Linked DNA regions of Zea mays: region 2 is linked to region 1. A link is a contact called in public Hi-C data. All regions are on one chromosome and are shown on one strand. The core of a region is the stretch at or near the end of the contact, and the rest is flanking DNA. Distances in the headings are between cores, read along the strand shown. Region 1 overlaps LOC100275187 (vam6/Vps39-like protein). Region 2 holds the start of LOC732762 (histidine kinase4).

Region 1 (2,837 bases), core at 132-2,631:
TCCGCTAACGCTAGACGCCTTCAAAGCTTACCTCACCACCGGTGCTGCCGCCTTCGGTCGTCATCTCCACCACCTTGAATCGCCAAACGTTGACAGACGATGGTCTCAGTCTAACAAAGCTTACGTTCATCGTTTTTGAAGAGGGGACTAGGGTTCATTATTGAGAAAGGGAAAGAGAGAGACGATGGTCTCAGTCTAACAAAGTTGACAGACGCGCATAGATGTTCCTATACGGTACGCATACACGACTGACAGTGACAGTGAACTCATATACCAGTATACGGCAGGTGTCCGAAATGCCATGGATGTGGAGAGAGATTATTATAATGGCAGATCTCCGAATTGACAAATTGTAATGGCGATTAAGAAGAGAGAATTAAAATGGTAGACCTCCGAATATACGAATTATAATAGCGCCATTCAAAACTTAGAGAATTATAATGACATGGATCCAATAATAATAATGTCCAAACCTATTTGGAGCACACATTGCGGCACTATAATCAAGACCATCATCAATCTGTTAACCGAAACTTTACAGTATCATTTACATTCTGTACATGAAAACCAAAAGAAAGGGGTTCCAGTTTTCCAGTACGATGGCCAGAAAACAGAGAGCGAGCACACACGCACGGCTATAAACTCGATCTCTGAAGAGAGTGAAGATTACTCCAGTAAAAACTTCTGAAGCAGTCCACTAAAATCCAGTGTGAAGCCAAAGAGAGGGAATTCCATAAGCTGGCATCAACCAAACCTGGTTTGACAAAGATGAGGATATCAGATTCGATCGATACATCATGCTACACTGCACATTCAGAAAAGCATAATGGAACAGGTGGTTAGCAGGCAGCCACATTCATAGCAATTCTTCCAAGATAATTTTTTTTGGAGCATAGACAAACCGCATCTTAAGGGCAGAACATGATAAATGGAGATGGATGTAGGTCTAGAACAAATGTCCTACTAGTTTAGGAACAGTTATGTAATCACAGTAGCAATTATAGCAACAATGCAGCATTACAATTTGGGTTTCATGGGGGGTTATATAAGTTAGGCACTTAGGCGGTGAGTAGAGCAACAACATTAGGTTACGGGGTTATATAGACTTTTTCCTAAAGCCAGTCTCAGTGGAAGGTTTCATGTCTCAACTCACGGATGCATATGCCAGTCACCATGCTTACTAAGGCGTCGCTGAAGCGACACTAAAGCGTTAAGGCGCGCTTGGATGGCAAGGCGTCCAGCTCGCCTTGCCCACGGACGTAAGGCGCGGCGGCGGAGGTCGCAGGGGCACGGCGGAAGTCGCAGGCGCGCGACGGTCACGCTTGGGGCACGCCGGCCGGTGTACGGAGGACTGCAGGCCGCACTTGCGTGCTGAGCGCCGTGGGGGAGGGAGCGGGAGTAGTGAAAAGGTTAGGACGGATGTGTCTGTGATTAATGGGCTTCTAGATGGGCCACCAAATAAAAGTCCATACCATTCTTTTTTCCTTCTCTTTTCTATTTCTTTTTTTCACAGTTTATGAATCAATGGGCTTCTAGATGGACGTTCAGAACCTAAATTTTGTGTGCAAGTATATTATATTATATATTTCTATAAACACCTCACTTAATTCTTATATTTTCCTATCTTTATATATTTTATATAGGAGTAAGGCGTCACCTCGCCTTACGCCTTTCCGTTTAAAAGGTAAAAAAAGGGTCAATCGCCTTAATAACTATGCCAGTCACAGCATTATGTAGTTACATGGTGTTGCGAATATGCCATTTGAGCAATAAAGCCACTTCCAGCAGTGCAGCACTATAAAGTACATACTAACATAAAAAAATGTCAACGAGAATAGTTTAATTTAGTTCAACATTTGTATGTTATAAATACAACTATATTAACAGGGTCATATGTAAAATAAATTACATAGTGCATGATAATCATGAAAGATATGGTGCACACAAACACTGTTTTCAAGTCATCCGACTAATCGCGATTAGTCGGGCAGGTCGCCTGGTAGTGGCCGATCAGCCGGATGACTCGACTAGAGTATCAGGTCGTCCGACTAGATGGTAAATCGACCAGGATTTGTCCAGGCGGCTAGGGTTTTCTAGTGGGCTACTGGGCTTCTATTTTTTCGGCCCATCTACAGTAGTATAAAGGCAATGCGCCACCGCCCCTTGAAACTTTTCCTCTCCTCTGCCGAGTCCAGAACATAGGCTGCGGCTCTAGAACACCAGCAGCAGCTCAAGAACACCGGCGGCGTCTCCAAAACACTAGCGACGAGATGAGCTCCTCATCTCAAGGTTCCCCCTTCTCCCCCTTTCCTATCTTTCCTATTGTCTAAATTCTGATGAATCTGAATCTGTTGGAGAAGCTGCTGCTGCTTTTTGCTTGGATGATGATATGCTCTAGGTAGTAGGTACTGCATTACTGCTTGTAGCCTTGTATTCCATATTTCAGTTTCAGTTCTGCTATAGTGCTATATGTCTATATTGCCTTTCAGTCTGTTACTCAGTTTCAATTTCATACTTTCAGACTTATATAATGCCTATTGCAGTATTGCTTATATATACATATATCATATTATATATACATATGCCCAGAAATATATAGGACGATTAGGGGACGACCAGAGGTCGACCAGGACCGATTAAGCGTCCTAATTGTCGCCCTAATCGTGATTAGGCGCCTGGTCGGTCCTCTGGAATGACCAGCTGGTCGCCCGACCTGAAAACAACGCACACAAAGATGCAAGACACATGAGATGAGGCAAAACACATGGGGATGAAATTACACTCTCAATGCAGCAGATTTCATTGACTAGGTAACTGTGCCAGTTGAGTTTCACGTC
Region 2 (2,779 bases), core at 115-2,614, 340 kb after region 1:
TAGATGCCGTATACAAACACTTAACGTGCAGCGTTGATCTTGGATCGGACGGCAAATATTTTTTTAGAACACGTGGCCAAACTACGTGACAGCCTTGCTCCCGCGGTTAATAATAAGAATACTACGCTTCGAGGCCGCACGCACGAACTGCTGCTCCACTATCCTGCGACCAAACGCGAGCCCGGTGCAATAATCTCGGCCTCTCGGGGGCCAGAGCCAGGGCCAGGCAAAAGCGCGCAATAATCTCAGTACGAAGAAAAACAAGGTGCAGTAATCAGCTGCATGCCGCTCAAGGTAGAGAGAGAGAAAGAGAGAGAGGCTCTTTGTCTTTGGAACCGAATAATGGAAGAGGGGACAGAAAGGGTTTCCTGACCAGTAATCGCACTTCACCCATGTTTTTGACAGAGCATCAGTGATGGCAGCCACGACCACGAAGCGGAGCAAAGCACAAGCAGAGCGCATCGGCAGAAAGATTTGTCCGGCCGGGGACATGGCGCATTGTTGACTGTTGACGACCACCGCCTCATGCTCCCGCACTCCCTCCCTCCCTCCCCCTTGCACTTGCAGGTCGCACAGCCTTTTCCGGGCCGCGGCGCCAGATTTGCGTTTCCCCGCCGCGCCGCCTGCCCGGCTCCCACCCCCAGGCCAGGCCCCAGCCCACGCGGGCACGGGCTGCCGCCTGGCAGGCCGTCCGGCCGGCCGGCCAGGCAATGCAACAAAATCACACGAGACGGCGACGCGCGCTCACGCCTGCTCAACCACTGCCCGCGACCGCTCGGCCCCACCAACCACGTAAGGAGAGCCCGAACGAACTCACCAATCACCAGGGGTGCAGAGTACACGGTGCGCCCCCCGTGGCCGGCTGGCTCGGCCTCGGCAGTGTCCGAGCCCGGCGGACGGCAAAGGGAGTGGGGCTGGAAAGCAACGGGGCAACAACACAAGCCGCGGCCACCGGCGACGGCGCCGGGGTAGGGTGGGGTGGGCGAGTGGAGTGAGGCGCAAAAGCCCGGGACCCATGCCCACACCCCCATCGCGCGCGCCCGCCCGCCCGCAGTGTCGAGAGAGAGAGGAAAAATAAACCACGGTGTTATTTTAGTGGCAGCGTATCTCGTGAAATCCAGGAAATTCGATTCACTCGAAGCCCGGCTGCTTTCTCCCCGTCGCGAAAAGCCGCAAGCCAACAAAAAACACACACACACTGACACACACACCAAAATAACACATCAAAGCAGCGGGAGAGGAGAGCTCGGATTCTCGCGGAGAGGAGGCGGCGTGGGCGCCGGACGGCGGAAGCAGAGGAGTGGTCGGTCGGTGGCCTGCGGTGCAGCGTATGTGAGAGCTGCTGCGGCGGCGGGGACCTGCCCTGGCCCCTGGGATGGGGGTGGGAGGCGGAGGCGGAGGCGGAGGGGAGGCCGCGGCGGTGTCGGCGCCGGCGCCGGCGGAGGAGGCGGGGAAGGACGCGGAGGATGGCAGCGGGTGGACCTTGAAGGCGAAGCTGATCGCCGTAGCGGTGCTGGTGTGGGTGCTGGGGGCCTTGGCGCTCGGGGTGTTCCTGCACTCCTACTTCCGCCACGCGGCGCTGCGCAAGGCGGAGGAGGGGCTCGTCAGCATGTGCGAGGAGCGCGCGCGCATGCTGCAGGACCAGTTCGCCGTCTCCGTCAACCACGTCCACGCCCTCGCCATCCTCGTCGCCACCTTCCACTACGAGAAGCGCCCGCCCGCGCTCGACCAGGTCCGCGCCTCCCTCCATGACTCCATCCCTCGCCGAGCGAGAGAGAGAGAGAGCCTCGTGCGCCATCCGCCGCCTGCCTCTACGACGGCCTACGTCGGTCCACTGCTTCTTTCGTCCTAGTACCTGTGGGCGCGATCTCTCTCTGGCTTTCGTTCTGCTCTGCGCGCGCGGTTAACTGCGTGTCTCGCCGTCTATGGAAATCCTTGCTCCGCCTCGACCATGTTATGTTCCCATGTACTCCTAGTACCTACTCTGCCTCTGCTGCTGTTTCCACTTCATTTAATTATTACTGTCGAGTCCATGGTTCCCTCCTCCCTTGTGCGCAGACCGTGCCACTTCTTAAATGGAATTCTCTCTTTGTCTCTCTTTTTTTTTTTGGTGCGCGCGCGTGTAATTTGCCGGTGCAGATTAGTACTGTTCGGCCGTTTCATTTGTCGGCTGCAGGCTTTATTTTCTGCCGATTTGTTCTGCAGAACACGTTCGCGGACTACACCGCCAGGACGTCGTTCGAGCGGCCGCTGCTGAGCGGGGTGGCGTACGCGCAGCGGGTGGTGCACGGCGACAGGGAGAGCTTCGAGCGCCAGCAGGGCTGGATCATCAAGACCATGAAGCACGAGCCGTCCCCGGTGCAGGATGAGTACGCGCCGGTCGTCTACTCGCAGGAGACCGTCTCCTACATTGAGGGGCTCGACATGATGTCCGGCGAGGTCTGCGGCCAAGTTTCCTGTTCGTTTCTTGCACTGGGATACAGTTTTTTTTCCTCTGCCGGTGTTGGTTCTGAACCTGGATGTGTTTCACTGCTGCTGCAGGAGGACCGCGAGAACATTTTGAGGTCAAGAGCATCGGGGAAGGCAGTTCTTACTAGACCGTTCCGGCTCATGTCGAATCACCTGGGTGTCGTATTGACTTTTCCTGTCTACCATGTTGATCTTTCTTCTGATGCCAAGGAGGAGGATCGTGTTGCTGCCACCGCAGGGTGAGATTTATCTCCATTTTCCAATGAACTTCAGTTTACGCCTATTCTTTGTAGAATCCACTGCCTGTGGC

What was found. A called contact is a pair of places that touch in the nucleus more often than the background predicts.
Region 2: a Hi-C map of ear shows a contact between it and region 1, with 1.4 times the contacts expected there. The contact joins the promoter of LOC732762 here to the enhancer-like site in region 1. A contact is called at or near these places in 3 of 25 Hi-C or Micro-C datasets (ear, leaf and tassel).

Annotation. Positions count from the first base shown.
Region 1 is chr1:275,102,515-275,105,351 of Zm-B73-REFERENCE-NAM-5.0, forward strand. It overlaps LOC100275187 (vam6/Vps39-like protein), which reads right to left. Exons shown (of 13, transcript NM_001351046.1): 13 at 445-754. Among protein-coding and RNA genes, the nearest start is that of LOC100275187, 19 kb to the right of the region's middle. Within about 2 kb of position 1,382, at least 15 of the 20 cell types and tissues checked have an H3K27ac peak or open chromatin away from gene starts, as enhancers often do. A contact at or near this core is called in ear, leaf and tassel, where this site is marked.
Region 2 is chr1:275,446,352-275,449,130 of Zm-B73-REFERENCE-NAM-5.0, forward strand. LOC732762 (histidine kinase4) reads left to right here and starts at 1,365. Exons shown (of 11, transcript NM_001112388.2): 1 at 1,365-1,732; 2 at 2,206-2,439; 3 at 2,542-2,708. The coding sequence starts at 1,376. It overlaps LOC103643911 (a long non-coding RNA gene), which reads right to left and starts at 178. Exons shown (of 2, transcript XR_561378.4): 1 at 1-178.